4 separate regions of the Sus scrofa genome follow, and regions 2, 3 and 4 are each linked to region 1. The links are chromatin contacts, called in public Hi-C and HiChIP or PLAC-seq maps. All regions are on one chromosome and are shown on one strand. The core of a region is the stretch at or near the end of the contact, and the rest is flanking DNA. Distances in the headings are between cores, read along the strand shown.

The links. Hi-C and Micro-C count contacts between places; a contact is called where the count stands out from the background. HiChIP or PLAC-seq counts read pairs in DNA pulled down with a chosen protein or histone mark.
Region 2: an H3K27ac HiChIP or PLAC-seq map of alveolar macrophages shows a contact between it and region 1. The contact joins the promoter of EHMT2 here to the promoter of AGPAT1 in region 1. A contact is called at or near these places in 1 of 5 promoter capture datasets (liver), 3 of 47 Hi-C or Micro-C datasets (embryonic fibroblasts, liver and subcutaneous adipose tissue) and 1 of 2 datasets of contacts at active chromatin or transcription factors (alveolar macrophages).
Region 3: a Hi-C map of liver shows a contact between it and region 1, with 2.1 times the contacts expected there. The contact joins the promoter of C4A here to the promoter of AGPAT1 in region 1. A contact is called at or near these places in 3 of 5 promoter capture datasets (fetal liver and liver), 1 of 47 Hi-C or Micro-C datasets (liver) and 1 of 2 datasets of contacts at active chromatin or transcription factors (alveolar macrophages).
Region 4: an H3K27ac HiChIP or PLAC-seq map of alveolar macrophages shows a contact between it and region 1. The contact joins the promoter of SKIV2L here to the promoter of AGPAT1 in region 1. A contact is called at or near these places in 1 of 5 promoter capture datasets (fetal liver), 2 of 47 Hi-C or Micro-C datasets (alveolar macrophages and heart right ventricle) and 2 of 2 datasets of contacts at active chromatin or transcription factors (alveolar macrophages and skeletal muscle).

What each region holds. Positions count from the first base shown.
Region 1 is chr7:24,206,068-24,211,394 of Sscrofa11.1, forward strand. AGPAT1 (1-acylglycerol-3-phosphate O-acyltransferase 1) reads right to left here and starts at 2,363. Exons shown (of 7, transcript NM_001033008.2): 1 at 2,153-2,363; 2 at 1,800-1,933; 3 at 1,444-1,481; 4 at 1,307-1,441; 5 at 773-868; 6 at 577-649; 7 at 1-55. The coding sequence starts at 2,352.
Region 2 is chr7:23,990,543-23,995,743 of Sscrofa11.1, forward strand. It overlaps EHMT2 (euchromatic histone lysine methyltransferase 2), which reads right to left and starts at 2,131. Exons shown (of 29, transcript NM_001101823.1): 1 at 2,083-2,131; 2 at 1,370-1,436; 3 at 1,056-1,274; 4 at 704-960. The coding sequence starts at 2,124. It overlaps ZBTB12 (zinc finger and BTB domain containing 12), which reads right to left. Exons shown (of 2, transcript NM_001101821.1): 2 at 3,988-5,201. The coding sequence ends at 4,299.
Region 3 is chr7:24,065,207-24,070,429 of Sscrofa11.1, forward strand. It overlaps C4A (complement C4A (Rodgers blood group)), which reads left to right and starts at 2,813. Exons shown (of 41, transcript NM_001123089.2): 1 at 2,813-2,928; 2 at 3,080-3,278; 3 at 3,457-3,658; 4 at 3,867-3,937; 5 at 4,022-4,110; 6 at 4,281-4,363; 7 at 4,793-4,889; 8 at 5,064-5,169. The coding sequence starts at 2,864. STK19 (serine/threonine kinase 19) reads left to right here. Exons shown (of 7, transcript NM_001128450.1): 4 at 196-335; 5 at 1,171-1,268; 6 at 1,381-1,528; 7 at 1,747-2,192. The coding sequence ends at 1,792.
Region 4 is chr7:24,042,684-24,048,266 of Sscrofa11.1, forward strand. SKIV2L (Ski2 like RNA helicase) reads left to right here and starts at 4,333. Exons shown (of 28, transcript NM_001101817.1): 1 at 4,333-4,445; 2 at 4,524-4,627; 3 at 5,311-5,420; 4 at 5,514-5,583. The coding sequence starts at 4,424. NELFE (negative elongation factor complex member E) reads right to left here and starts at 4,218. Exons shown (of 11, transcript NM_001101825.1): 1 at 4,142-4,218; 2 at 3,620-3,702; 3 at 1,848-1,917; 4 at 1,601-1,746; 5 at 917-991; 6 at 759-796; 7 at 248-579; 8 at 1-130. The coding sequence starts at 3,694.

The DNA of each region.
Region 1 (5,327 bases), core at 1,113-3,612:
TCTGGGGTCAGCCCTTCTGTGGGCACTGGGGGCAGCACCCGCACCTGACATCGGCCTGTGGGGGAGCGGGAGGGGGAGCACATCATGGCCTGTCTGCCAGGCTGCTGCCCACGGGTGGGGCCTGGTGTATGAGCGCTCCTGCTACATACTCCCCTCCCCAACTTTTCAGTTCTCTTGCCCCTGCCCTGGACAACTGCCCCTCAGCTTGCCAACTGCCGCCCGGTCCTGCACAGAGCCTGTCCCGGGGCCAGGTCCAGACGCCCCCTCAGCACCCTGCCAGCCCAACCATCTCGGTTTAGCAATTACTGCCGAAAGTTACAGCTTTGCACACTCGGACTTGTCCTTCCTGCCAGGCAGTAACAGCCCCTCTTGGAGGCAGCAAACATTAGCCATCTAGCTGGGTCTGGGGGGCGCTTCCTGAGGACTTATGGCTGGATGTGGGGGTCACATTGGATGATCCTGTGGACACCTCACAGTTCTGACACTGACCAGCCCCTGCCTCTCAGGGATGTCCTCCCGGCCTCTCGCCTGGCCTTTCTGGCCACCCCCAACCCCAGACCTGCTTGGGGCCCTCACCCGAAGTGAAGCGGCGCTCCTTCTTGCAGTAGAAGTCTTGATAGGATGACATGACTATGGGGACGATGGGAACCTGAGGGAAGGGCAAAACCATCAGTCCCCAGCGCTCTTCTGAGGCTCCCATGACAAGCCTCCACCAGCAGAGGAAGGGCTGGTGGGGGCTGGGGACCCAGCAGAGGAAGGGGCATAGCATCACCTGGGCCTGCACTGCGAGGTGGAAGGCGCCACGTTTGAAGGGCAGCATGGAGCCATTGTGGTTTCTCGTGCCCTCAGGAAAAACCCAGACCCGCACCTGGGCAAGAAAGAAGGTCAAGGAAGACACATGGAGGGGTCAGAAAATGGTTGTCAGGAGTTCCTGTCGTGGCATGGCGGAAATGAATCCCAGTAGGAACCATGAGGTTGCAGGTTCGATCCCTGGCCTCGCTCAGTGGGTTAAGGATCCGTCATGTTGCCGTGAACTGTGGTGTAGGTTGCAAACGCAGCTTGGATCCCCCGTTGCTGTGGCTGTGGTGTAGGCCGGCCGCTGTAGTTCCCATTCGACCCCTAGTCTGGGAACCTCCATATGCCGCAGGTGCGGCCCTAACAGAAAAAAAAAAAAAAAAAAAAAAAAAAAGAAAGAAAGAAAATGGTTGTGAGGCTATAATGGGACTTCTGAGGCCTGCGGGTCCTGCACATCAGTTTATTTACAATCATTCTACTCCATAACCCCCCTTTCCCCAGGGTGACTCACGTCCTGTGTGAGCAGGGTCTGAGCAACCTCGGACATGACACTGATGGCATCCCCAGTGCGCTTCCGGTCAATGAAGATGACTCCTGCCAGCCAGCAAGCCAGCCCGGCAGAGCCGGCCCACAGGAGCTCACGCTTGCAATGGGCACACAGCGGCCTGGCAGGACCTCCATCATCCCTAGGGCGGGGGTAGGGGGGTGGGGTGAGGGTCAGAATGTTCCAGGAAGCAGCCCACCTCTCCCAGGGCATCACCGCACTACCAGGGACTGGAGATCCGGGAAGAGGCCGGCTGGGGGGAGGGGGAGGGAGGCCCCAGGAAGGAAGGGTGACTGCAGGCATTTGTCCTGCTTATGAGGGTGGCTGTACCCCAGGGAAAGAGGCCCGGGGAGGGAGCAAGTTGGGCAACGTCCCAGACGAGCGAGGGTTGAGGGCCTCTAGGGCAGGAGATCCCGGGGACGGTCCAGGAGGCCGGGCATGGGGAGGGGAGGGTGCTTACCAAGCAGGTCGAGGGAGCTCTGGTGGTTGGAGACGACGACATAGGGCTGTGAGGGAGGGAAGTGGTGAGCCCCTCGCACCTCCACTCGGATCCCGTACAGGTATTTGATGTGGAGCAGCATCAGACGCAAGATCCTGTGGGGGTTCCACGTGGCAAGGGGTTCGGGCGGGGTCCCTCGACGCCCACCTGCAGGCCGCGGTGGCCTCCCCTCCTATGGTTCTGGGCATCTCTGCAGTCGTCTCCTCTTCCTTGTCCCTGAGCTCTCAGGGTCCCTACACTCCCACTGCCCTCCCCACCTGCATCTCGCTGCTGCCCCTTAGGTTCCCGCACACCCCAAACCCCTTGGCCCTCACTTCATGTTCTCGACGTTGCGTCCTCGCACGGCGCACACGGGGATGGCGAGCACAGCCAGGAAGAGGATCCAGCCGTTGTAGAAGGCCATCTTGAAGAAGTACTTGGCACTGGGGCTGCAGAACCACAGGGTGGGCAGCAGGAAGAGCAGCAGCACGAAGAGCAGCAGTAGCAGCGTCCAGGCCCCTGGCCACAGCTCCATTCTGGTCACCTGCAGGGGATGGAGCAAGGGACAGTGGGCATGCTTCCTGGAGGGGGGCGGGGTGGACTAGGTGCAAAAGGCAGGGTCCGGGGGCTACAGGGACGAGGCTGGAGACACAGAATGGGGCCAGGGCTCCAGGAAAACCTGTCCAGGAAGCCTCTCTAGGATGCGGATGGTGGGGAGGGAGCTCAGGACTGCTCTCCCTGAGGGCTCCAGATGTATTCAGACAAGGGACACAAGACAGGGACATCCATGGCTCACACCACACACATGACAATAAAAGGACATTAATAGTAAAAACAGCTAATGCCTGTAGCTGGTAAGGATCTTATAGCTGTCCACCCCTCTGCTCTCCAATATGGTAGCTGCCAGCCACATATGGCTACCGAGTCCTGGAAATGTGGCCTAGTCTGAATTGAGAGGAGCTAGAGGTATAAAATACACACCAGGTTTCAAAAATGGATGAAAAACAGAATATCAAACATCCCATAATAATGTAATAATCTTTGGTATTGATTATATTCTTTTCTTTTGGCTGTGCCCACAGCATGTGAAAGTTCCTGGGCCAGGGATCGAATCTGCACCACAGCTACGGCAGTGCTGGATCCTTAACCTGCTGCACCACACGGGAAGGCCCTGACTACATTCTTAAGTGTAACTTCCTGGATATACTGGGTTTGATATACTAAGGTTAATTTCACCCTGTTAATTTTTATCTTTTGCGTGTAGCTCCTAGAAAATTAAAATTACATATGTGGCTTGCATTATATTTCTGTTGAACAGAGCTGGTCTGTACACTATGTTAAGCCCTTAAATACGAACCACACAATTTGCGTTTTAAAGGAAATAGGTCCAGAGAGTTGATAAGACTCCTAAGAAACACTTCCTATCTAAAGCTTGTGCTCCTACCCACTTGGTTAAACTGCCGCCCATGTGTAAATACACAAAAGTACAGAGAGCACGCAGCAGATAAAGCAGAACTGACAGAACACCCCGATGTTCTCAGGACTGACTGGCAAGAATAAAGGATCTATCACTAATGCAACACGGACACACACAGTCAAACAAAGACTGACCTATTCACACGCATAGGCAAATTTATAATCACACCCCTTACAGATAAAGGATCGTAAATGTTTACCCAGAAAAACCCCACTCCACCTGTTCCCAGATAAACCCGCGGACATACCAGGAGTGCCTACATCCATTAATCCTGCCTCCACAGACAGACAGACAGATCCCACCACCTTCTTCCCTCCTGTCCAGCGTCGCTGGAGGCAATATGGTCAGGCGGGCAGGGTGGAAGACCTTGCCAAGTGAACAAAGGAAGGCAGAGTCAAAGGGACATCACACTACTTGCCCTGGGAGCGGGAAGAGCTCACGACGAAGGGCACAGGCGAGCAGAACCAGCTTGGTAGGCTCTTCCTCCTTCCTCCACTCTGCCCCACTGTTGGAAGCAGGATTACAATCCCCCAAAGAGTGTCCAGGGCAAATGTCTGTGTTTCATACCAAGGCCAAAGGCACTCCCTTCCAGTGACGAAAGGGCTGTGGCCCATGGTAAGCCCACTGCCAAGGGTGGACATAGGCAACAGAAGAGGGACTCTGCCAGCTTTGGGTTAGGCCATCCTACCTCCCCCACAAGCGTCTCCCTGGAGTATCTGCAACAGGTTCCTCTCTTCCCCTTCCGCCACCTTCCACGTGGCAACCACGGGTGTTTCCGTGACACAGATCAGAGCCTATCTCTTGCCCAAAGGCCCTTCCCAACAAGTCAACTTTGGCTTACATTTTTGTCCCCATCCCCACAAATTCCTTTTTCTCTCCAGTCACTGACTGACTTCGGTTCCTCCGACACACCGTGATCTTTCATGCCCCTGTGCCATGAACACACTGTTCCCTTTGGGTGGACTGTTCTTCTGCCTCTTCTCTTGCCTCACACAGTTCAGTGGCACTTTTTGGAAGTCTTCCTGAAGACCCCTCCAGACCTCTGTTTTCGTTACAATTTTATCTTATCACTGGTTCTTAAGGTGTAGAAATACAATTTTTTTTTTTCTTTTTAAGTCCGCACCCATGGCGTGTGGAAGTTCCCAGGCTAGCGGCTGAACCAGAGCTGCAGCTGCCGGCCTACACCACAGCCACAGCAACACATGCCTCCGAGCCGCGTCTTCGACCTACACCACAGCTCATGGCAATGCCGGATCCTTAACACACTGAGTGAGGCCAGGGATCGAACCTGCGTCCTCGTGGATACTAGTCAGATCTGTTTCTGCTGTGCCACAACGGGAACTCTTAGAAATACAAATTCTTGAACTTCACTCTACAGCTACCGAATCAGAATTTTTGAGGTTGGGCTCATCAATCTGTATGTTATTTTAACAAGCCTTCCATGTGAGTCTGATGTACACACAAGTTAGAAAACCACTGATCTTGACACTAGACAGCGTGTAACCATTCAAGAGCCATTTCTGTTTCCCTCCCTAACCCGTAAGCAGCTTGAGGACAGGGACTGTTTTATCCCCAATGCCCAGAACAGAAGGAAGCAGAGAAGATGCTCAATAAACATTTGCTGAATAGATTATAAGACTGTATACATTCCCATACAGACGGAACTCACGACAGAGAACACAGACAGAATTGATGACAGAGACAAAGTTCTGAACATGAATCAGACAGCTACTTTTTTTTTTTTTTTTTTTTGTCTTTTTGCCTTTTCTAGGGCCACTCCTTCGGCATATGGAGGTTCCCAGGCTAGGGGTCTAATCAGCTGTAGCCATCGGCCTACACCACAGCCACAGCAACGTGGGATCTGAGCCGCGTCTGCGACCTACACCACAGCTCACGGCAACGCCGGATCGTTAACCCACTGAGCAAGGCCAGGGATCAAACCTGCATCCTCATGGTTCCTAGTCGGATTCGTTAACCACTGAGCCACGATGGGAACTCCAGACAGCTACCTTCTTGAGGACTATGAAAGGAAA
Region 2 (5,201 bases), core at 881-3,380, 220 kb before region 1:
GGTGGGGTGGGTGGTGAGCCACACCTTCAAACCTGCCACCCAAGCTCCAGTGGCAAGAACAAGAATTGCCAAGCACATCCCACATGGAACACTCAGTTAATTCTTCGAGCACTCAGAAGCAGGCCCTTTCTCCCCACTTTCCAGATGAGAAAACAAAAGGCCTTGACCAAAGCTACCTAAACCATGCCCAGAACATGATACCAAGAGCCCTAAAAACATCATCGTAAAGCTTCTGAGATTCTAGGGCCCTTGTCATTTCCTTCCTCTATCACTTCTGTGTCCTTCAGCTCCCTCCCTATAGAGATGCACAGTAAAACAGCAGGGACAGTTTGAAAGAAGAGAGGGAGGCATTCCCGTGGGACTTTTGCTTGGAGGTAGAAAGGAAAAGTGGTTTGAAGTTTCTTTAGATAGTCATTATCATAAGAGTAATTAAGACATTAACTACCTAATTAAGGCTTTAACATCTGCATCTTCTACACCCGCCCTCCAGAATGTAAACCTGGGGAAGACAGAAACCTGTCTGTCTGTTCACATATGAAGCCTTAGTCCAGAATTTGACACACAGTAGCCTCTTGGTAAACATGTGAAGCCGTGATTGGATAAGAAAAGGTCTGAAGCCAAACTGAAAATGCAGCTCACAGGGGCCTTATATTGATTATCTTGTCTCTCCCACCCCATCCCCACCCCTCCTCCTAAGCCTCACCTGTCCGTTTCCGGGTTTAGACATGGTCTTCCTGGCTCGATGGACCTTGGGCTGCCCCTCTGGGCTGGCTGTGGCTGGAGGGGGTTCAGGTATTGCTGCTGCTGCTGCCCCCTGGGCCCCCGGCATACTCAGCAGCCTCATAGCCAAACTCTGGACTGATGGGGGTGATTTTCCAGCCCCAGTCATTGACATTTTGGCTCGGCTGGGACAGGCACCCCCCTTGCTAGGGGAAGACGGGAATGACTTTGTGGCATGGCCTGGAAGACAGACAGGCAGGCAGGAAGCAAGATAAGAGGGAAGGCAGAACCTGAGAATACCTCACCTCACCCCCCTAGACTCCCTGGCCTCTCACCCAGCAGGATGCGTCCCCCATGGAGGTCCCCATCTCCCTCGAGATTCTCGGGTTCATCCCCAATGAGAGGTGTGGCCCCTATAGGAGTGTCAGCTCCCTCATCGCCGACGGTGACTGTGACAGAGGCTGGGGATGAGGGGCCAGCAGGTTCCAGGGAGTCAGGGTTGGCCTTGGGGAGGGCCTCCTCACTACGAGGGGTGTCCCCCAAAGAGCCATGAACTGTAAAGGAAAAAAAAAGTTCGGGCCAAGGGCTCAGGAGATCCCGTGTTGGGGGAGGTGAAAGTCTTAACTGGGCCCGTTTCTGCCGTACTCACCTCTCTCGGTAGCTCCTCTGGGCTCCTTCTCCAGCACCAGCGCCCCCATCTCAGCGGGGGCCTCCCCCTGGGAGGGGACACAAGGGATAGGAGGACTGGTCAGTCCGGTAGGAAGTTGGGGCGCCCAGGACGCTTGAGCCCTGGGAAGAGAGAGTAGGCTCCGGGGCCTACCTCTTCCTCTATGGGGGCCCCCCCTTCCGCGGCTTCGGCTGCCCGGAGGGGCCGCACGACCCCTCCCCCGGGCCCTCAGCAGCCCCCTCCCTCTGGGTAGACCCCGCATCTCAGGGGCCGAGAAGAGAGGAGGGGGAGGGGGCGGGGCCTCCGCGCCCCGGCCCCGCCCCCTCCTCCCGGCTGCACGCGCCGCTCCCCCTTTGTCCCCCAGGCCGCGGGGACCCCGGGCACCAACCCCTCCTGCGCCCGCTGCCCCCCAGCCCGGTGGACGGCCCCTCGTGCCCCTCGCGCGTGTTCCCGGGGCCCCGGCGCCCGCCGCCCACTCGGGGGCAGCCGGCGGCTGCATGCGCGCCTCCGTGCCCACTCCCCCCACCTCCCACCCCCTGGTCCCCTCATCCGCCCCCGGTGCTGGCCCTCCGGATTGCTGCAAGTCCCGCCCGGGCCCCCCGGCCCCGTTGCACCCCCGGAGCATTGCACGGGCGCGCGCTTCCCCCGGGCGCGCGCGCGGGCATGCACCCGCCTCTCCCCCTCCCCTTCCGCACCTCGGCGGCCGCCGCCGCTGCAGCTCCCGCCGCCGCCGCCATCGCCGCTTGCGCGGGGGGCCGAGCCGGCGCGCGGCCGCCCCGGGTCACGTGGGCGGGGGAGGGAGGGCTAGGAGGAGCCTTAAAGGAGCCACTACGCGCTTTCTGGCCATTCTCCCCGGAGAGCGGCCTCTGAAATGGCAGTGGCTGACCTAAGCTGGGGGCTGCCGGGGAAAATTCCTGCCATTCCTGGCCTCGGCTCAGCGGGGAACCGAAGGCGAGGCACGCCTAGGTCCAGGTGTGGCTTCTCCATCCCCGACCTGGTTTTAGGTAACAGAGCATCTGAGTCTCCCGGCTCCTGGCAGTGGCTGTATTTCCAATCCCACCCGCGTGTGCTTTTCCCGCTTCTGGTTGCTTTCTAGTTTCTAGGTCACTAGATAGAAGGCTCGGCCTCAATTTTGGCCTCGCTTCTCTAACAAGCAAGAAGGGGGCGATGGGGACACGCGAAGGACACCTGAAGGTCTCCTCTTGGCTGGTTCTAGCATACTGCTTTAATGTCCCCTGGAGCAGCGACCCCCTCTTGAAAACCTGGGGCTAAATGTCTCCTCTGTTTATGCCAGACATGTTAGGCCACCACATGCACTAGGGATTCAGGTAAGCCTCCAGAGTTGCGGGAGTCATTGCCGTCTGTTTAACAAGCATATCCAGGCAGGTATTGCGTGGGTCATAGCCCAGTCAACAGTACTAAGACATACAACTTTGATGGGTCTATTTGGGGTACCATCTCTTTAGATACTACATTATGGTCAAATTTTGGAAAATATCTGTATTTCACATGCAGTATTTGACTCAGGTAGGTGGTTGGGACATAGGGCACCTGAGGCCAATACAAGGCCTTCTGGGAGCTGTAGTCCTCTTTGGTTAAGAACTATTCCAGAGCTTTCTGGGAATTGTAGTCTTCTCCACACCCTAATCCAGTGATTTTTTTTTTGCCTTCCAGGCGACACGAAACTTTTTCCCAGACCCAAGATGCCCAAACTTAGGCTCCTGCTTACAATTTTGGCTGGGCACAGCGATCACACCTAGCGCCCCTCCCTAGCCCTGGTACCAGACTCAACTAGAGGGGCAGGTCAAGTGTTGACACCTCTGCCAAACAATCATGGAACCTTTGTGACATGAGGTATCCAGCAGGTGTTGAGGATGCAGAACTGGGGGTGTGGGTCCCTGGCTGGAGAATCCCACTTGTTACACTCCCCCTTCCCTTGTCAAGGTAGCTTCAGGCATGAGACCTGGATGAGTTGTGACCTCCAGGTACTTAGCAAATGGCATCAGAGTGTGAGGCGGTCTAGGGTCGGAGAGTCATTTACACACAGTTGCCAGACAGAGTATAAGAAAAAAAAAAGTTTTTTGTTTTTTTTTTATTTTGTGGAAAACAAAATCAGAAAAACTAAAACCCCAAACTCCAGAAAAAATCCTAAAAAATACGTTTTTTCTTAAAAAATACTGTATAAGTCTCTACTCCTCTCCCTCCCCCCAAACAGCCCTTCTCATGTCCTCTCATCTAAGTGCCCTACCCCCCACCCCCACCACTATTCATAGTTCTTGCTATTGTACCCCACTTCCCAATATCTACCCAGGATGCTCACCCCCATATTCTCTTACCTGCCACCTTATTTTGTTCGCCCTACAATTTTGGTGAGCCTTGTACCCACAGACCCGTTCCCCCAGCATGCAAGAACTTCCTTTTCTGGGATTCAATAATCCTTTCCCCCTACCACTCCCTCTCCCAAGGTTCTATTCTAAGCAGGAGCACTCAAGCTGCCTCCTGCCAAATTCCCTCCCGATTCCCACCCTCCCACCCCCTACCTCAAGAAATGTCAGAACTTCTTCCTGGGCAGACCTAGCCAGGAATGAAACATTTTCCAGTCTTTGCCCCCTCTCATTCCTATAAGACCTTTCCCCTCCCTCCACATATCTATGCACCTCTAAGAGAAGAAAATCTTTCTCTGGGATCCCCTTACCACTCCCTTGGCCTTCCCGAAGAACCCTCCCCATCCTTTTCTTCTGAAGAGGCAGCTTCTCTCCAAGGAATCTGTGGCCCCTCCCTCAGGGTGTGTGTCTCTTCAGGCTCCCCACCGAACCTGCCTATCCTCGATCCCCCACCCCCCTATTCTCCTGGGCCGGGGGGGGTCCCCTTCCTACCCAGCCCAGGGCCCCAGCGCCTGCCCCTGCCAGCGCTAGCGGATGAGGACGTTGATCTCAGCCACGCTGGCCTCCAGCACGTTCTCGGCAGTGGTCTTGCCGTGCTGCTCCTTGAGATGCCGCCTGATGGCAGGCTTGTGAGCGAAGCGCACATCACAGTAGGAGCAGCGATAGGGCCTTGCTCCAGAGTGGAGGTTGAGGTGGTCGTGCAGTGTGGACTTCTGCGTGAAGCACTTGCCGCAGATGCCACACGAGTGCGACTTGACGCCGCGGTGTACGTTCATGTGCCGGTTGAGGTTGCTGCTGTGGTTGAACTGCTTGCCGCAGCGCGGGCACATGAAGATGAAGTGCTGAGCCCGCATGTGGAAGACCAGCTTCTCCACGCCCTGGAACACTTCCGGGCACTTGGTGCACTTGATGTTCTTGAGGGGATTTCCACTGGAAAAGCCGCCGGGGAGGGGTCCCCGGCTGCCCCCCGCCCCCAGGCTGCCCCCCGCCCCCCGGGCAGCCATGGCCACCGCTGCTGCCTCCACCAGGCCTGAGGTGGCCCCCACGCTGGCCCTGCCGCCGGGGATCAACAGCAGGCCCTCCCCTTCCGCATCCTCGGAAAGGCTGTAGCAGGCTTTCACCACGCCCTGCGGTGGGGCCACAGTGCTGGGGGGCACGCTGCTCTGGGCCAGCTCTCCAAGGTGGCTGCCCACAGAGCCTCCGATGCCCAGACCTCCTCCCAGGCCTCCGGGAGGTTTGAGCCGGTGTGCCACCTCCAGGGCCGACTCCACCTTGACGATGCAGATGTCAGACACGTCCTCATCCTCATCCTCATCCTCTTCCTCGGCCTTCAGCTCCAGGTCCTCATCCAGCGGGAACTCCAGCTTCACAGGCCGCAGGAGTGGAGGGGGGAGAGGGGGTGGGGGTGGGGGTTTGGGGGCTGGCTTTGG
Region 3 (5,223 bases), core at 1,563-4,062, 140 kb before region 1:
CTCCTCTCACAGAGCGGACACAGGGCTCCGGTAAGTGTTTCTATGAGGGAGAGGGAGCAGAGGAGGAGGAAAAGAATGAGAGGGCGAAGGCCCTGAGCACGTGGCAGAACACAGGAAGAGAAGGGTTGTCCTGGGGGTCGAGGTCAGTGGAGGGTGAAGGTGGGGCCAGACCACGTCTCTCCTTTCTGGCTCCAGGTCCTCAAGGCTTGCGAGGGCCGCCCCTATGCTGGCACAGTGCAGAAGTTCCTGGCTTCGGTGCTTCCAGCCTGTGGCGACCTTAGCTTCCAGCAGGACCAAATGACACAGACTTTTGGCTTCAGGGATCCGGAGATCACGTGAGACCTGGGGGACCATCTGCATCAGGCATCGGGCCCCTCCCTGCCCCTCTCCTGTGCCATCTGGCCTTGTCCTCTTCCTTTCGGTGAACCTGCTGTAAAGGCTGACTCTTCTTTGTAATAAAATGGCCTAAGTCTGTGCTCCTCCCCCAAGAGAAGAGGCCTGTCTTACCCGGGGCCTTGGAAAGAGCCCAGGACTAAAATCAGGCAATCTGGTGGCTAATCAAATACAGAGAGAGGCCTGGCAGGAGCGATAAACGCCTGACGGGAATCATGTTGATATTTAGGGGAAAAGGGACTGGCTGGGGCTCTGATGCCCCGAAGGCTTTCACATGCAACAGAGCAGCAGCTGGGCAAGGGTTAAATACAGATAGCCTTCCAAGAGGCTGTATCTGGCTCAGGCTCCCTGCTTTGTAACCCACGGAAGCATTTTGTAAACTTTTTTTCCAGTAAGGTGGGGTTAGAACTGCTGTGAGGTGTGTGTAGGTGGTGGCGGGAACCTGGGAGGAAGGCCCTTGTCTCTCCCCGGTGGTGGATCTGAGAGTGTGTCGGGCACGCATCAAGGAAGGCTTCTGAGAGGAGATGTTTTAGTGACCAGGTAACAATAATAGGAAAAGAAAGAGCGGGGACAGGGCAGTCCGGTGGGACGAGGGAGCAAGCAAGCTGCTTCGGGGCCCGGAGTGGCGTGGTGTGAGCAGGGAACTGCCCCGGGCTGGGCTTCTGTTGTCCAGTCCCCTTGCCTGGGTGCCCAGGCTTCTGGAGACTTAGGGTCCAAACATTAGCAGGCAGGGAGGAGAGAGGGTTCTCAGAGGCAGTGCCCATGTCCCCCTCTTAGGCAGCTGGTGAATGCCGGGGTCCTCACTGTCCGAGACGCTGGAAGTTGGTGGCTCGCTGTGCCCGGAGCCGGGAGGTTCATCAAGTGTTTTGTTAAAGGTATCCTGCCTGTAGCTCAAGCCCGCAGCCCCTCAAGAACACCTTTTGGGGGCTCCTCAGGCCTCCAGGCCTTACTCGCCTCTCCTCTCTCCCGTGCCCTTGCCTCCTCCAGGGCGCCAGGCCGTCCTGGGCATGGTCAGGAAAGCCAAGTACCGGGAGCTCCTCCTCTCGGAACTCCTGGGCCGGCGGGCACCTGCCACGGTGCGTCTGGGCCTGGCCTATCACGTGCACGACCTCATTGGGGCCCAGTTGGTGGACTGGTGAGTCTTGCCCCCTCCCCCCCCTTCCCCTCGCCTCTGGCAGGGGACAGAGCAATGACCCAAGGTGAGATTTCGTCCCCACTCGTGCTTCATTCGCTAGCGAAGCCCAGCTCCTCTCTGGTTTTCTGGAACCCGGGAGTATCCCTGGCCACGTTCTGAGTTCTTCCTAGACCTTGGGCCTAGGTGTCTCGCTCCAGCCTTGTCTTTCTCTTGCCCAGTGTCTCCACCACTTCTGGTACCCTCCTCCGCCTGCCGGAGACGTGAGGATTCTGCTCATCGTTGGACATGTCCCCAGCATGGGGAGCGAGGGGCCCAGGCGCGCCGTCCCACCCTGGCTGACATAGGGTCACCTTGGGAGGGTTTGGGAGCCACGATGAGTGTTGGGCTTGTGTCTGTGCAAAGGGTCAGATGTGCCCGCTGCTGTTTACCTGGGCTCCGACCCAGTGGTGGGGTTTGGGCAGTGCCTCTCTGCCCTTTGCTGAAAGTGGAACCAGAAACTGCCCAGGCCATGGCTGCTGCCTTCCACGCAGCAAGCTGCTGCCGCTGCCCTGTCTTGGGATGGGAAGCAGGGGTATCTGGAGAGGCTGCCGAAGGAGGGTTCTTCTCCCGACATGTTGGGTTGAAACTGCCAAATAAAGTATTTCTGCCTGTGACATTTTCTGCATGTCTTGTTTAATGTGTCGTGTGTGTTCGGGCACCTCATTTCGGGGTAGCGGTACAGCCAAACTTGGGCCTGAGCTTTGCCTCATTGTTCAGAGAGAAAAAGGGGACATCAAGGTCAGTCCCCCTCGCCCGCCCCGTGGGGTGGTGAGGATATGCTGATCTAAACCACAGAATTTCTGAGTGAGCCTCCAGCACACCAAAACCTAGTGGAGGTCAGTTCTTGTGGGGGTTATAGTGAGAGACAAGTGTCTTAGTACCTTGTTTTGTGGGTCCAACAAAGGAACCACGTGTCTCCAGCCGCTTGCTGAGCCACGTGGGGCCCTCCTGCACCTGTATCCTCGTGTACAAGCTACACCTGAGAGCATGTAGGTGCAGACACACACCCGGCTACATCCTGTAGGGGAGGTGCCCAGGGCACTGGGATAAGAGGGGTTAACAGGGAAGGGCTGGACCTCTCTCTGGGCCGTGATTTCCTCAGAGACCCAGGTGTCCGGGGCGCACCCCCCAATCCTGGGCCTGGGGCCAGTTGCTGTTCTTGGCTGTCACGTGGTTTCCCAGCTTGGCTGGGCCAGGGGAGGAGCAAGGTCCAGAGTCAACCCCGCTCCCAGCCCCAGGGTGACCAGAAAGGAGCAGGCGGACAGACAGGTCTGATCCCTCCTGAGTCCTCCAGCCATGAGGCTCCTCTGGGTGCTGATCTGGGCATCCAGCTTCTTTGCCCTGTCTCTGCAGAAGCCCAGGTCCTGGAAGCAGGATGCTAGAGACCCCAAGCAAGGCCAGGGCTGGCGAGGGGACAGCAGGCGTGGGGTGGGGCAGGGGGACCCGATTCGGGGGTGAGGGGTGGAGGGGCCTGAGGTGGGGTGGCTGCTGACTCCCGCCTGTTCTTCCCAGGTTGCTCCTGTTCTCTCCTTCTGTGGTTCACCTGGGGGTCCCCCTGTCAGTGGGGGTGCAGCTCCAGGATGCTCCTCCAGGACAGGTGGTGACAGGATCGGTGTTCCTGAGAAACCCATCCAGCACTCGTGACCGTTGCTCCCCAAAAGTGGAGTTCAGCCTCAGCTCAGAAAGAGACTTTGTACTCCTCAGCCTCCAGGTAACGGCCGCCGCTCCCTGCCGCCACCACCTGCCGCCTGCCACACTGTCCTCTGTGCTCTTGTTCCTTCCCAACGCCCCTCCCCTCCTCCCAGCCCAGGGTCTCCCCCGGTTCTGTCTCAGGGTCTCTTTTTCCTTCTGCTCTGTCTCTGACCCACTCTCGCTCCCTCTCTGGGCAGATCTCCGTGGCAGGCGCCAAGGAGTGTGGGCTCCATCTTCTCCGCAGAGCCCCCGACGTGCAACTGGTGGCCCAGTCATCATGGCTCAAGGACTATCTGTCCAAAAAGACCAACATTCAGGGAGTCAACCTGTTCTTCTCCTCTCGCCGGGGGCACATCTTTCTGCAGACTGACCAGCCCGTTTATAACCCGGGCCAGCGGGGTGCGTTTCAGCCCCGGGGCCCCCACTTCGCAGCCCTTCCCAGCCCCTTGAGTGATGGCACCCACAGCCCTGGAAAGTACCCCACAGGAAGGCTGCTTCCCAAATATTTATTCTCCTCCCCGACGCTCCCTGGAAGGGGCCCCAGGGCCAGGGCCCACCCTCTCCTGGCACTTGGCCTCTGGCTCACGTCCTCACCCTCCATTTCCAGTTCGGTACCGGGTCTTTGCTCTGGATCAGAAGATGCGCCCGACGGAAGAAACCCTCACGGTCATGGTGGAGGTGAGTCCCTGACCTCTGACCTTCCGGATCGGCCAGGGCTGCCGATCGGATCCCCGACCCTGACCGCTTCCATTCCCATCGCAGAACTCTCATGGCCTCCTCGTGCGGAAGAAGGAGGTGTATGTCCCCTCGTCCATCTTCCAGGATGACTTAGTGATCCCAGACATCGCCGAGTGAGCACCCCCACCTGCTCCCTCCCACCTCCCCAACTCCCACGTCCACCCAGTCACATCCGGAGCCCCCTGGGCCTCTGGTTCCCCTCTTCCTGGGGGGGCGGGGTCCCTGGCCCTCAGCTGGCCTCTCGCACACATGGGCTGAGTCCGCCCGCCTTGTCTGTGCTCAGGCCAGGAACTTGGAAGATCTCAGCCCGATTCTCAGATGGCCTGGATTCCAACAGCAGCACCCAGTTCGAGGTGAAGAAATATGGTAAGAGCCCCTTTCCTGCAGGGAATAAGGGGTGAGGGTGGGGACAGGGCAGGGTCAGGGGATGGGGCTGCCCCAGCCAAGAGGGGGGAGGAGTCCCTAAAGGGTCTTTTCAGGGAGTTCCCGTTGTGGTCAGTGGTAATGAACCTGCCTAGTATCCATGACGATGTGGTTGGATCCCTGGCCTCGCTCAGTGAGTTAAAGGATCTGGTGTTGCTGTGAGCTAGGGTGTAGGTCCCAGATGAGGCTTGGATCTGGCGTTGCTGTGGCTGTGGCATAGGCTGGCAGCTGCAGCTCTGATTTGACCCCTAGCCTGGGAAGCTCCTTATGCTGTGGGTGTGGCCCTAAAATTAAAAAAAAAAAAAAAGAAAGAAAAAAAAAAGAGGGTCTTTTCACAAGAGTCTGATCTGCCCTCACTTTGCCCTTGGTCAGTCCTTCCCAACTTTGAGGTGACGATCACTCCCGAACAGCCCTACATCCTGACAGCGCCTGGCTTTCTTAATGAAATCCAAATGGTCATCCAAGCCAGGTAACACCCCCTGGCCCCCCAGCAAGGCCTTGCTCCCAGGGCTCCCCATTCATGTTCCCCAGATGTACGTGCCCTGGAACCCCACTCCCTCCCCCGCCCCAGCCCTCCTCCCTCCCAGCCCACTCCGTTATTCCCTCCAGCCCTCAGCCTCCACCCCTCTCTCCGTGGTGGCAGGTACGTCTACGGGAAGCCAGTGCAGGGGGTGGCATATGTACGCTTTGGGCTCCTGGATGAGGATGATAAAAAGATTTTCCTTCGGGGGCTGGAGAATCAGACCAAGGTAGGAAGGAGGGTGGGGGTGTGCTGGGTAGGGGAGGCGGGCGAGGGAGGGGAG
Region 4 (5,583 bases), core at 3,083-5,582, 160 kb before region 1:
ATGGAGAGGTCAATGATGTTTCCAAAGGGAGAGAAGGCCCCACGGAGAAGCGTGGGTGTCATGTCTTCTCCATAGACGTAGAGAGTGTTCCCCTTCCGAGGGGCCCGGCGCTCAGGGAACGAGTCCGACCCTACGGGAAGGAGTTGGTCACCAGACACAGTCTGCCTCTCCCTCCACGCTAAGAGTCCACTTTATTGGGACCTACACCTTATCTGAGGTCACTGTCCCACCAGCAAGGATCACTCACTGCGGAAAGGGCCCTCTCGGTCCCGGTCCCTGTCCCGGTCTCGATCCCGGTCCCTGTCTCGATCCCTGTCCCGGTCTCGATCTCGGTCTCTGTCCCGATCCCGGTCCCGGTCTCGATCTCTGTCTCGATCCCGTTCCCGGTCTCTGTCCCGGTTCCGCTCACGACTGCGGTCCCGGCTGCGGCTTCGGGGAGGGGAGGTTGAGGAGCGGGCGCTGCCGCGTTCTTCGTAGCCCCAGTCAAAGCTTCGAGGGGGGCCATCGCCAGCCCCTGGGCCCTCTGCCTCTTCCCCGTCTGGCCCCAGTTCCCGAAGCCGGTCACTGGATGACACGAAGCTGGGGAGAAGCAGACAGTGAGGAACAAAGGGGAGCTTTACCTTGTCTTCCCAGATCCCAGGGAGATGCAACCCTCCCTCTGCAGCCCCAGCTCCTCCCACTCCATCCCCCTAAGGACCCATGCAAGCTGCAAGTCCCCCCCACCCCCAAACTGGGACCCAGGCTTATCTTTCTCTAACCTCTCATACAGAGATTTCCTCTGGGGACGTCTGGATGACTGGAAAAGAGACCAAGGACAGTTAGGACGATTCTAGTTGCTGGCATAGAGCCCAATATGTGGGTTTGTCATTTTTCTCAACCCCCAGCCCCTGAGAGACACAACACTGGAAACCATTACCTCCTGTAGATCGTCGTCGGCAGATATACTCCGCTGGAACGGCTGGAAAGTGGGGACTGGCCCCTTCTCAGGGTCCTGGGAAGGGGGTAGAAACCTGCCTCAGTGCAAGAGCAGGAGGCTGCCTAACCCTGGGACAGAGGGGCTTCCTTTTCCCTCCTCCACTTCTTGGCTCCCCCGGCCTGTCTTTTTTTCTTTTAACTCTTTTATATGTTTCTTATTTGACTATGTGTTTTTTTTTCATAAATAACTTAATACACACTTAAAGCATGTAAGTTATCTAAGAATGTTCTGGAGTTCCCTGGTGGCCTAACGGTTAAGGATCTAGTGTTGTCACTGCTGTAGCTTGGGCCATGTGGCATAGGTTCGATCCTTAGCTTGGAAATTTCCACATGCCATGGATGTGGGCAAAAAAAAAAAAGTCTTGGATCTGATGACATTTCTATCTCGATTCAACTTCTCAGAGTATGAGGTGGATTAGAGCCAAAGAAAGTGTAAAATAAAGAAGAATCTAGGAGTCATCTAGCTCCTTCATTTTCGAGGTAAGAAACCTGAAGCTCAGAATGGCAGAGCAATTGCCCAGGACTGAACCAGCATTACTTTCCCCCTAAACCTACCTCTGTTCCAACTTGGCAGGATCCCTCTGAAGTCACGGATGCCCTGAACCATCTTTCTCCCTGTGCTCACCTTTAACTTCCCCTCTAGAGTTCGAGAACGTTTGAAGCCCGAGTTCTTGGTCTCGGCCTTGATGGCACTGATGGCTCCTGACTTCACCAGCTGCTTTGCTTGCTCAGTTGCTGTGGCCGTGTCCACCACGGGCTGCTCTGACAGAGCTGGAGTGGCGGGGGAAAGAGGCTTTGTGTTGGCCAGGCTGTGACAGAGGTCGGCCTGGGCTCCTCACTTCCGGTCTATCCCCACTTCCCCTGTCACTCACAGCGTTTGACACCACCTTGGCTGGCAGTGCTGCTGCTGCTTTGCTTCTTCAGAGCCAGCAATGCCTTTTTCTGGGAATGAGAGTGAGAAGAGAGGGGTCAGTGAGGGCCAGTCCCTGCCCAGGTCCTCTCCCAAGGCCCCTGGGCACATCACTCCAGGGGACAACTTTCTCAGAGAAAATAATGCAAATGGTGCCCCTAGAGTGGCACACTGAGGCAGCCCTGCCTCTCACATATGGTCCCCCAGAGCATCTACAATGCTAACAACACCTAATCTATTCAAACCACAGTATCCAGAGGCTTTCCAGAGTCTCACGTTTCTCAAGTCGAAGACAAGGGGTTTAATCATAGACCAGAGTCTGCAGATACAAGCTGCAATTAAGTGTAAGTCTCCATGCCTTCTTGGGGGCTTCACCTGTCCGCCCCCTAAACGTTTAATCAGAAAGAGCATCACTAGGAATTTCTGTAACAGGTCTATGCAGAAGTATGAGACGGAAATCCTCCCCTCAAGAAGCTTAGAGTTTGAGAAATAAGATGACCAGACTAAATTGTCAAGACTGATTAAAGAAGTGTAGACTATAGCTGAGAGCAAGTAAGACCTTCCTGATGCCCACATTAAACTGAGCCCTGGATAGAATCTACAATAACATACAGAAAAGAAAAGGCATTTTAGACAAAGAAAACAAGGCGGCAAAGATGCAGAGATAAGACTCTGGGTGTGTGTGTGTGTGTGTGTGTGTGTGTGTGTGTGTGTATGTGTGTGTGTTTTGGGATTAAGGAATAGTTCTTTTTTTTTTTTTTTTTTTTTGTCTTTTTGTTGTTGTTGTTGTTGTTGTTGCTATTTCTTGGGCCGCTCCCTCGGCATATGGAGGTTCCCAGGCTAGGGGTTGAGTCGGAGCTGTAGCCACCGGCCTACGCCTGAGCCACAGCAACGCAGGATCCGAGCCGCGTCTGCAACCTACACCACAGCTCACGGCAACGCCGGATCGTTAACCCACTGAGCAAGGGCAGGGACCGAACCCGAAACCTCATGGTTCCTAGTTGGATTCGTTAACCACTGCGCCACGACGGGAACTCCCAGGAATAGTTCTATTTGACGAGGAAGGGCTGCCAAATTAAGGCTCTTTTATAGACAATGTGAAACCACTGGCTTTTGAGAAAAAGAAGGACAGTGTTTTCTGTTTTCAAAGCACCATTTTAATAGAAGTAAAAAAGTCTGTCGAAAAAAGAAACTTGCTGAGAGACGATTACAACAGTCTAGGTGAGCATCAGCAAAGGCCTGACTGCGAGAATACACAGGAAGGAGTAAACAGAAGAAGTTACTTCAAAGGAGGAATCAAGACGACTCGGCAAACATTTGGCTACGCAAATAAGACAGAGACGAGATCTGGATTCCAAACAGCGGGAGAAGTGAATGGAGTCAGTCCTATTTGGAAGACCAAGATTAGAATAGGTAAGACCAGAGCGGCAATATATGAAGGTTATTGGCAAGATACAGATGGAACTAAAAAAAACCAAGCCTGGGATCACCAGTTCTTAGGTGGTACTAAAAGCCGGAGGAAAGGAAGACACCTCCATGGCAGACTATACAGAAAAGAGAGAAAAGCAAGTATCCACCTTGAGAAAGTCCACCCATGAAGGGACACTGAGAGGTGCCATGTCTCTAGGTATGAGCTAGAAGAACCCCCACCCCCCCATCCCCTCACACTCACCCCAGGTGTTCTCAGTGTAGAGTCTTTGAAAGTTTGGGCCATGCCCACACACACTCCCTCACCTTTTTCTTGAGTTTGTTGAATTTCTTCTGCAGAGCCTCCTCCTCCTCGCTCAGTCCGGGGGGTATCACCAACATGGTGGCTCCTGGTTCAGGGGCAGGGCCCAAGACATCTTTCTCCACTGTCACCGCCCAGGGGTCACACGCCGTCCACACTGCACCCAATCCCACCCCTCCAGGCCTGCCTACTCCTGTCTTTTGCCTCTCCCTACCCCTTGCTTAAACCAGCTGCCGTCCAAGCCCCCGCTCGTCGGGATCAACCAGCATTCCCTTCTCTCTCCGGGAATCACGGATACCAGCGCCTTGGGGCACCACGTAGCCCAGGAAGGGAGAAACACCCCCTCCGTCGCGAAGACGATGGCACCAGACCCCCCCTACCTCGCTGGGGTTAGTATGGCATTCGCAGGGTCCGAAAAGCAGAGGAGGCAGTGGAACCCGCGCAGCGCTCTCAGAGCAACGAACAGGGCAAGAAGAGAGAAGGAGCTCGGAAAAAAGGGGCGAAGGGTGAGACGGAGAAGGCCTTACCTGAGGGGGCGGCAACCGGAGCCCCACGGTCTCGGGCGGCGCCCGCGCGGGCAGCGGATCGCTGGCTCGGAGCGATGACGTAGCGAGGGGCGGAGACCGCGGTAACCAAGGCGGCTCGCGGCGCGCACACTTCCGTCCGGCCTCCCACCAGCTTGGGTTCCGCCCCTCGGTAGTGCTCGTCCCCGCCCCCAGCGGGGTGTGTTCCGGAAGTCGCCGCTAGTTCCGCGGGTTTCGGCTCCTCCCTACACTTCCGGGCTGCCCGGCAGCTACCGTGGCTCCAGGATGATGGAGACGGAGCGACTCGGTGAGGGGGCAGAAGGTGGGAAGGAGGAGGAGACAGGGAATGACCCTTGACCCCTGACCTGTGATTTTCCTCCCATAGTGCTGCCTACCCCAGATCCCCTGGATCTGCCCCTCCGCGCCTTGGAGCTAGGATGTACCGGGCGCTGGGAGCTGCTGAATGTGCCTGGGGCTCCAGAGAGCACCGTGAGTGACTTTTAGCTCTAACCTAACCTTGACCCTTATTAATAGGGCTTAAAACCCCTTTCAGCCTTCTCACAGTAGGGTCTAACCTGACCTGGCTCACCTGTCTCTGGACACCTGTCATCCCAGCTTTGGACTGGTGCGGGATGGATCCCAACCCAGTCGACCTGCAGTGCGTCAGAGCCCATGAGAAGACAGAGCAGGGAGCCCTGGGGATAACTTTAGCTCTGAGAACTGCTCTTTCCAGTGGGTCTTTTCTCCCTGGCATCTTCTTCTGTCTCCAAGCACCAGGGCACTTGTTGGTGGCTGATAGGTCAGCCCTTGAGCACCTTCGGTTTTTCATCCTTAGGTCTGGGGCTCCTTTTCCTAAAACTAGTGATTATCAGAATCTGTGTGCCTCATGATTAGAGGGGGAGCTTTCCTAAATTAGAAATTCTTAGGTCCATCTCCAGAAATTCTTTAATCCAAAATCTATATTATTAAACAGCTCTCCAGATAATTCAGTTGCAGGTCAGTTTTTCCTATAAAGTAGGACAACCTTTGGAAACTATTGCTTCAGCCTAATTGTCCTAGCCTGTATGGGACACCTACCATTTCTGATCTAAACATGAAGCCCGTCACCATCTCTTTTGTCTGTGTCTTACTCTCTTTCCTTGCCTCATGCCTCTCGTCTTGCCCTGTTCCAGCTTCCCCACGGCCTCCCACCCTGTGCCCCAGATCTGCAGCAAGAAGCAGAACAGTTGTTTCTGTCCTCTCCAGCCTGGCTGCCTCTGCATGGTGTGGAGCACTCAGCCCGGTGAGGAGTCTAGAGGGGCCTGGACTAGGGGAAATGGGTTCCTGAAGGAAGTTGAGACAGAGGAGAAAGAGCTGAAAATTTCTTTCTGTCCAGAAAATGGCAGAGGAAGATGGATCCCTGGTCTCTCCTGGCCGCACTGGGGGCCCCAGTCCCCTCCGACCTG